Regions from separate parts of the Mus musculus genome. Here region 2 is linked to region 1. Evidence: chromatin contacts called from public ChIA-PET data. All regions are on one chromosome and are shown on one strand. The core of a region is the stretch at or near the end of the contact, and the rest is flanking DNA. Distances in the headings are between cores, read along the strand shown.

The links. ChIA-PET counts read pairs in DNA pulled down with a chosen protein or histone mark.
Region 2: a contact with region 1 is called in an RNA polymerase II ChIA-PET map of effector CD8 T cells, with 19 read pairs. The contact joins the promoter of Sel1l here to the enhancer-like site in region 1. A contact is called at or near these places in 1 of 15 datasets of contacts at CTCF or cohesin (CD8 T cells), 1 of 484 Hi-C or Micro-C datasets (memory CD8 T cells), 4 of 115 datasets of contacts at active chromatin or transcription factors (double positive thymocytes, effector CD8 T cells, intestinal villus epithelium and 1 more) and 1 of 9 other capture datasets (adipose tissue).

The regions. Positions count from the first base shown.
Region 1 is chr12:91,764,413-91,769,011 of GRCm38.p6, forward strand. All of the region lies in intron 1 of Ston2 (stonin 2), which reads right to left. Among named protein-coding and RNA genes, the nearest start is that of Gm34718, 9.9 kb to the left of the region's middle. Within about 2 kb of position 2,184, at least 203 of the 459 cell types and tissues checked have an H3K27ac peak or open chromatin away from gene starts, as enhancers often do. A contact at or near this core is called in CD8 T cells, adipose tissue, effector CD8 T cells and 1 more, where this site is marked.
Region 2 is chr12:91,847,141-91,851,739 of GRCm38.p6, forward strand. Sel1l (sel-1 suppressor of lin-12-like (C. elegans)) reads right to left here and starts at 2,017. Exons shown (of 21, transcript NM_001039089.1): 1 at 1,819-2,017. The coding sequence starts at 1,891.

The DNA of each region.
Region 1 (4,599 bases), core at 934-3,433:
CAGAGGGAAGCTAGACATAGTGGCTCCCACTGACCCTGAGCCGATAATTCCTTCTTTCCATTTTCAGCAATGTACAGAGGATCTGCTTCCCTTTTCTGAGAATCCTGACACAGGCAGACAACCAAAACCAGCCAGCCAGCCAGCCATACACACACACACACACACACACACACACACACACACACACACAGCAGGGGGCCTCAAAGTTGCAGCTGAGTGACCCCAGCCTGATGTGACCTTATCCTTGAGTATAGGTTGCGTTCCAGACCACTCACACACAAGATCCGTCCCAAGTCCAAGTGCTGACTAAGCAAGGCTGTGTAGGGTTCTCCAACAGCTAGGAGGGATGAAGCCAGACACCCTGGTGGGCTTGGCACAGCTGGCATGTCCACAGGGCTGGCTGGGCTTCAGTATATCAGGCTCAGGGGGTTGGGGTGGGGGATCTAAAATGCACCACCATGCCTTCCTTTTTGAAAGCTGTTATGTTCAGGGCATGTCTGTTAGAAGTGTCCTGACGATGAGATAAGAGAATTCTCAGATCATAAAATGTGAGCAACTGACTCCGTTTCAATGGCCACTGCTCACCTGCATCTCTGGTTCATTCCTGCTTTAAGAGTAATTTTTGAAATTCCTGTCCATTTTTCTTACACACACTTACACTCACACACACACACACACACACACACACACACACACACATTTTCCCACTAAAGATAATCTGGGAAATGTCTACAAGCACACCCACAGTATACTTCTAAACTCTAGAGTAGTGTGATTTATATTTATATAACTGTTTGCATGCATTTCAACTTCCTGGGGACATGGCTATTGTTCCAGGGGAGGCGTTCCCAGTGGGGGCAGAGGAGCCTGTCACCACAGACAAATGAGCCAGGATCCTCTGACCTTGTGACCCCTGTGCTAGCACCTTAGTGGCTAAGAATTAAGTCTGTTGCTTGTTTCTTCTCCCAAGTTGGTGGAAATTTCCCACCGTTTAAGCCTACCCTCTTCACTTCCTCAAACTGGAAAAACAGAAAGAAAAACTTCACCCTGGAAGGTCTTTCCTACTTTGATGTTTCTAATGTTTTCTTTGCAGCCCTCACATCACCCACATCCATCTGGAAACTGTTTCTCAAAACACTCCAGGATCGATTTAGGAGCACACCGCGCCATGGCACATACTTGGTCCTGCCACCGCGAATAGTATTTCTCTGGGTAGACAACTCACTGACAGTAACTCTTGCGAAACAGAAAAGCCGCAAATTCAAAGCAGGTAAACCACAAATGCAAACCCAGCAGAAGTCTACTTGGAGAATGAGAGGCAGGACTAGAGAGCCGCAGTTGCCACTTGTGAACGTCTCAGAGGCTGGGGAGACGGCTCAGCGGGCAATGAGCTCACTGGGCAAGAGCAAGGGGCAGAGGTTGGATCCCCAGCACCTGTGCCAATGGATGCCGCGTGGGTGTGGAACCCACCTGCAACCCAGCAGAGGAGGGAGAAGTAGTGGAGTGGGGGGTTGGATAGGGACAGTGAGGGACAAGCCAGCTAGACTAGCCAAATCGGTACGCTCTGGGCTCAAATACGACAGACACCACAAGGTGAAGGGTGACTGAGGAGCATGTCTATGCGTACCCCCCCACACACACACACACAAATAATAAAAAAAACTTTAATAGATCCAGAATATTATTTAGAGATCAAAATAAAGTGGTTTCAAACAACCACACCATTTGAATTTACAACAGAAGACAAGATGAGCTCGCATGTTAGGGGGCAGGGAGGATCTTCCTGCTTGGCTTAGGGCAAGCATGAGGTCAGTGTCACAGACAGAGATGACCCACCCCCTGAACCCCTTTTTAAATGCCTGCATTTTTCTCTGAATGTCTCTGCCTCTGTGATTTGTGTAGCGACAGCCGCACCACGGGCCAGGCTTGGTCACTGGATGTAGCATTTCAGTGACCAAGGAACGTCACAAGTGACAAGTGTGAGCAATGCATTGCATTAGCTCCTTGCCCTGCATCTGTGGTTCTCAGTCTGTGGAGAAGCGGAAGGGCTCTGAGGGCATGTGAACCGCCAGGGTTCCTTTCTCTAATGTGATGGCACGACACAAGCGATGACAGCCACAGCTGAGGGAACCACTTCAGAGCATTAGTGCAGCACTCGCAGAGCCCTCCCCCCTCCTGCCTCAGGGACAGGCTGTTACTACCAGTTACCAGCTGACAGGGACAGAGACTCAGTCTTAGAGGCTGGGTGACTTCCCCAAGGACACGAGGCTGCTGGGAGAACAAATGGTAGCCGATGCTGGTTCACTGATTTTTCAAGACTATGGGTGAGCCCCCTCACTAGATGGTTAGAATGATATAAACAAGGCAGGACAATGCCAGTCTCCAAGAAGTCCGTTTCTTCTATTGTAAAGGGGAGGGAAAGAACAAAGTGGAGTCGGAGAGCCGGACTGAGTCTTCTAAAAGCCAGAACTCCGGTGACCCTGGTTCACACACAGAACTCGCTACTGGATTACTTTCACTTTCACCCAGAATTAGGTCCTGTGCTGGTGCTAATGCTCTGAAGAGACACCATGACCAAGGCAACTTATAGGAGAAAGCATTTAACTTGGGGCTCCCTTACAATTTCAGAATGTCAGTCTATTATCATCATAGCAGGAGGATCGGTGGTGGCAGGCAGGCAAGCATGGCACTGGAGCAGTAGCTGAGAGCTACATCCGTATCCACAGGCAGCAGGCTAAGAGGGAGAGACTGAGATTGGTGTGGGCTTTTGAAACCTCAAAGCCCACCCCCAGTGACATACTTCCTCCAACAAGGCCACACCTACCCCAGCACGGCCATACCTCCGAATTCTTCCCAAACAGTTCCACTCTCTGGTAACTAAGCATCCGAACACATGAGCCTCAGGGAGTGAGGAGCCGTTCTCATTCGCCCCCCAGGTCCCATCACCAAACCTAAGACCCTCATATACATGCCTCCAGATTCAAATTCTCTATGGATTCCACCCAGTGACCAGCTCATGTCAATGTCTAACAGCCTTTCGAGCTCCGCATCCAAACTTGGCCAACGAACGACTCACCCTCCTGAAGTCCAAGATGCTTTTCCATTCAGGATGACAGAATAGGGGGCCTGAGGACATGGCTTAGTGGCTAAGTAATCTGTGTCCCCAGCATCGATATAAAACACCCAAGACAGAGCAGCACACACTTGTGGCTCCAGTGCTGAGGGGCAGGGCCGGGAGAGCCCGGAGGTTCTCTAGCCAGCTTTTCTGCCTAAGATAGCAAACTTCAGATTCAATTCGAGACCCTGCCTCACAAAATAAGGTGGATAAGACTAGTCAGACATCAAGACAAGACTTGATGGGGGCAAGGAGGAGGAGGAGGAGGAGGAGTCCTCACAGTTGGGTGCAAAGGGATGAGGGTGGAGAGGGAGTGAATAGGTTCAAAATAAATTGTATGACGTTCTCAACGAAATTAATAAAAATAGTTCAAAGAGTAAGGGAAAGCAATTCTAATCCCCGCTTCTGGTCTCCACACGTGCCTACATGGGTGATCATACGTGCACACATGCATGTGAGTATGGGGGCAAGTGGGCCTGTGCACACACACATACACTCACAGAGACACACAAACACACAGAGACAGACACACACACATGCACACACAGACACACAGAGAGACACACATACATTCACAGTCACACACACACACACACACACACACACACACGAACGCCCATAAGTGGAGAGCAGGAGGGAGCAGCATTCTTCCCAGAAGCCCAAGGCAAATCACCCGTCCTTGGCTTCTCTTTTTCTCTTACACTGCTTCTCTCGTGCTCATTTCATGAGAGGGCAGTTTGTGAGGATGCATCCTGTGATTTTTTAAAAGTGGATAGCACCCCCAGTGCACTTGGTAGGACGGCGTGTACCTGTGACTCACCTGGAGACCTTTACGGAAGCAGCCATGTGAGCCACACCTATCATGGTACTGTCCAGCCCTTGCACAGAAACATTCACCTTCAGATTTTATTTTCTCTGCTGTTTGGATAAATCCTTATCTCCCGAACATCAGTCTCAAAGTGTTTTACAACTCTAAATTAAATAACCTATGCTATGCTCATAGCAAGTCTAAGCAGTTCTATTATTATCCCTCTACAAAGATAAGGAATATGAATGAGACATACAGAAGTTAAATAACTTATTAGACCTCACAACTCAAATTTGAGCAGACCGGCTAGAGGCTTTTTAACCATCTCACCATATTCCAGCCATGCAATATACTTTTCCCACCTGTAAATTTTCCTCCTGTAAGTACAGACACATATGCGATAACTGAAATGACTCTCCTAACCTGGCTTTCTTACAGCTAGGACCCACCTCTGCACAGGGCCCAGCTTGACAGGTGCACATGCTGTATCCTGTTCACATGAAAAATGCAACCAAATGACAGAGGGTCCAAGTCCCTGATCCTGTGACCACTGCTGAGACCATCCAAGCCTCCCAGATTAGAGGCTAATGTGTGACATTAAGTGACTCTGATTCTTTGGAACTGTACCCCGAGGCCTGCTCAGGCATGAGGAACTTAAAACCCAACAACAGGGCAT
Region 2 (4,599 bases), core at 767-3,266, 83 kb after region 1:
TGGAAATAAAAAGTCCACGCAGGTATAGAAGAGTTTAACCCAGAGGAGGCCTGAATCTGATAATGTGGAGCTTTGCATGAGCAGGGGCACTGGCCTTCGCTCTCTCACATCCTGCAGTTTTGTAACTGTAGCTTGGGCTAAGTTTATGCCTCTACCAGAGAAATGCTTTGGCATGGCTGTCGCTGTGACAGAACTCTGAGTAGACATTTCTTAAAACTCTGCACTCCACTTATACTCATACAACCCTAATATTTAACACTTGAGTGCTAAGTATTGTAGAATAGCTAAGAGACTTAGAACCAACCGGAGAGCGTCTCTACTGTCCAGAGCTCAAAGTACATGCAACAGAGCTGACGGACGAGGCAGGAAAAACTGTTGTGTTCGAACAGCCTTTAAACTCTGCAGATGGGAATTTCAGAGGGATGTAAGTTATGCTATTTGATTACTGGAATCTTCGCGCTTCAGTGTGAAGAGTCACAGAGCTCGTTCATGTATGGGTATGTGGTATATTCTAGATCTAAAACTTAGCAAAACCCCAAGAGGAACTCAGCCCATCAGGTACTTTACCCAAGGCAAGGGCAGCTTCCACGGCATACTTCTTTTGAACAATACCCGCTAGAATTTCTGCCAGAGTCAAGTATTGTAGTCTTTAAAGAACTGCTCTTCAACACAAACTGTCATTTCAAATGAAGCAGGATCAACCTCAAGCATAATGCTGGCAGTAAAGTGGTTACCATATGCTTGCCACATTTGAAAGGGTGTCTCCAAACACACCGGAGACAGCATTTTGGTCTAACTCGATTTTAGAAGTAGGATGACATTATGGCTTTCATTTACAACTAGAACGGAGGATCTGGGGATTCAAATAACCATCTGGGGAAATTCGGGTTTTTTTTTGTTTTTTTTTAAAGATGACATTTACATTTTGCAGTGTTCCAGAAAAAAGTATAAAGCCACCCAACAGCTGTCTTGTTAAGCGAAACTGATTAAAAATCTCAAAGTCTTCCAGGAGTCAATGTTTATTCACTCTAAAACATCCTAAGTACGTTTAAGAGAAACATTTCTAAGACAGTAAGTTTTCTGATATAGGCAGATCAAAACATTAAAAAAGAAAATCCTTTGCAAAGAGGTAATGTAAGTCAGCTAGTCGAAAAATCAATTTAAAAGCACACGGCTTTTTGTACCTACAGAAAAGGGCAACATTATTTTCTATTAATTTTGAAAGAACTAAGTCTGTCTCAAAACCCATAAATAAAATGACTATCTACAAACTCAAAGACCATGGACACCGTGGCAGAGGTCACATTTTTCCCAGGACGCGGGGGACAAGTGACTACAATTATATCAGAGTTTTTTCTTTTAAAAACCAGACTAACAGATCAGGTGTTGAGCAATTCCTCCACTGTCAACATCCTAGTCCGGATGAACCCTGCTCTGCACAAAAGTGACAGCTCCAGGTATGTCAACTGCAAACCCCAGCGTGTCCCAGAGCCTGTGCACACATCACCTACGTGAAGGTAGAGGAATCTCTGAGGGTCTAAGCCAGCCGTCAGGAATCCCCTCCTAATTGGGCAATTCCTAATTCGTCAGAAGTCACCTAAAGTTTGCTGCGTGGGAGAGGTGTGGGCAGGGTGACCAGCCCTTCCTTATGTCCAGTTTCCTAAGCACCCTCTTCGGCCCAGGCTAACCGATGCCCAAGGCAAGAGCGAGTGACAGTCAGGGCGAGCAGTGCCCGAGACCGCTGAGCCCCGTGGCCCTGTCTCCACCGCGGTCGGGGGGCGGTGGCTCGGGGCCTGCTGCCCGAGGCTCGATACTGACCCGAGGTCGCGGCTGCCGAGCCCAGGAGCACCGCGCAGAGCAGCAGCAACGACAGCCTGACGCGGACCTGCATCCTGCTCTCGAAGGTCGAGAGCCCTCGCCGTCGCCGTCGCCGTCGCCGCGACCAACTCAGCCGCTGCCTCTGTGCCGCCGCCTCGCAGCCGCTCTTCCTGCTCAGGTTCCTTCTTCGCCCCTTCCCAGGCCTCCCTGGCCCAGAGCGCAGCCAATCCGCGCCCGCCGCTCCGTCCTCCTTGGCCAATGGCCGTGATCGCCCCACCCCACACATAGTCACGCCCCCTATGTCATCTTTTAGCCAATCATTGTGTACAGTTGTCATACCAGCTTTCCCGGTTGGACCACGGCCTCACCGACATGGCCCCAGCTAATTGGTAGCGCCTGAATCAGCGGCTCGAAGGCGGGGGAACCCTCATCCAGGACTACAACTCCCACCATGCACCGCACTAGATTTTTCTCGGCCGATGCTCTTGGGAGATGCAGTTTAGCATAAAGTCAGGTTAGAAGCCGCAGGTGGCTGAGGGCATAAGGAGTTTCAAGAAAATGATTCACTGGACTCTTGCGTTTGAACCAGAATAATTATCAAGGAACAGATATCAAACGGTTAAGAACTTGCAAGGTTGCTAAGTATTTCTTTTTAATTATTTTGAGAACTTGAACTGGACATGATATGAACGCTGAGAAATAAGCTATACCTGAACTGAAAATTTTAAATATTTAGTTAAAAAAAATACTTAAGTCTTAAAAAAAAAAAGCTTAGGTGAAGCAATACGTGAAGTTTACAGAGCCAGCAGTACAAGACAATGCCGCTTGTCATTTCCCTAATAAAACAAAAGGGAAGAAATTCCTACCAGTGGAGATTAGTTCAGCTCCTGTGATTGTTTTCACTAAGGCTTCCATATATATTAGCCACTCAATAAATGTTCTAACAGCTCTCCCAAACCCTTCAAACACTGGTCCTCATTCTTCTCTAGTGAAATATTGCAATGCTCTCTTTTTCCTTGACCAGAAAAGGGATTAGATGGTTTGTGTGGCCACAGAGGTGAGAGCCAAGGCACTTCAGGGATTGCAATAGTTATGTAGTAAGTACCGATGCACGCACAATCCCTTTGAGTGGCAGGGCAGCATCTTGATGCTTTTCAGTCTTCTTAATCAAATTGAATCCTTCTAAGATTTATTTTCCAGCACTGCATACAGAACTCAGCAGGGGGTTAGGGGGGAAAGTCTTTCCTGTCTCAGTGTCTTGACTTCTCTGAACACTTGTTTTCTATCTTTTTTGGCAGTCATTATTTTTAGGAAGATGTTAAAAAATTAGCTGCTGTACGTTTGCATCAGAGGGCATGGGGAACAGTTTCCCCCATGCCCCCCAACACCCCCTCAGTGTGTGTGTGTGCGTGCACCATGCGCATAAAGGTGTATAGGATGGAGGTTAATGTCAGGGTTCGTTCTCAATTGATCTCTACCTTCTCCACCTTATTTTTTGAGACAAGGTCTCAACATGGGCCTTGTTGATTCATCTAGCCAAACCCTGGTTTAACTAGGATGTCCCAAGGATTCTCATGTCTGCTCTGCCACAGTAATGGGATTCCAGGCCCATGCTGCTGTGCTTGCTTTTAAAAAACCTGGGTTCTGAAGGATGGAGCTAAGGTCCTCAATATTAGATCTCAGGGTGTCTGAATATTCAGAAATGAGCTCCAGCTGGACCACAGGAGGACTTCTGGTGGGTTGATAAAAGCCAGCATTCTTCAGAAACTTGTGAAATTGCTTTCCATCTGCCAAAAGGAATCATTTCTCATACCTCTGGCAGAAGTGACATACGGCTCTCCATTGACCTGGACCTGTGGCTGTATAGGAAAGCCTATGCCAGCCTCTAGGCGCTCTCAGTCTCTGCTCACAAGTACTTGTTGTACATTCCAAAGCTCTCTCATTGGTCTCTTGGCCCTTCCCTCCCAGAAGCTACTCACCCTCCTTATAGCTCACTATTCTCTACTCTTCCTGCAGGCACCCCAACCCTTATTATTCTCCCCGTCTGCCATCTCTTGCTGTCTCCAAGATTCTCTTCCTCTGTCCTGCTTTCCTAGGCCAGGCCATACACAGCCTGCTTCCCTTTCTGTTCTGGACTCTTCTAGATGCATCTGGCTGTTTTCCTGCTTATATAAACAACTAAAACCTTAACCTTATCATGGAGTGGTCATGTTGGCTGTTTCTTTACTAACAATCTGGATATATCTATATCTGTATATGTGTATATAGATAGATATAGATATAGATATATAACTATATATCTCTATGTGTCTCCAATAAAGATTTTGGGTGAGCCAGACTGAGGGTGAGAGCATGGGAGAGCTGGCTCTTACTGTTGTCTCCTGTGTGGTGGTGTGGATGAGGGAGAAATGGCTTCCTCCCCCCTCATCCATTGATAACTATGGCAGTTGGAAGAGCTGGCTCTGGAGTCACGAGAGTGGGAGAACTGGCCCTGTCCCTCATCAGCTGCAACACTTGGAAAAGTGGGTCCTGCCCTTTATCTGGGCAGCATAGTAGAGCTGGTCCTGACAGCATGGGTGTGGATGACCCAGACCTGAGGACATGAGAGCAGGAGACCTGGCTTTGCCCTTTGCTGGCTACAGCATTGGATGGACCAGCCAGGGCAAGATAGGAGAGCTCATCTGGGTGGTGTGGGTGCAGGAGAGCTGGCAGGCTGACCAGCTAGCTACCACTCAGACCCAGATCCAGGGCTTTGAAATTGCCCACTGCAACATCTACCCT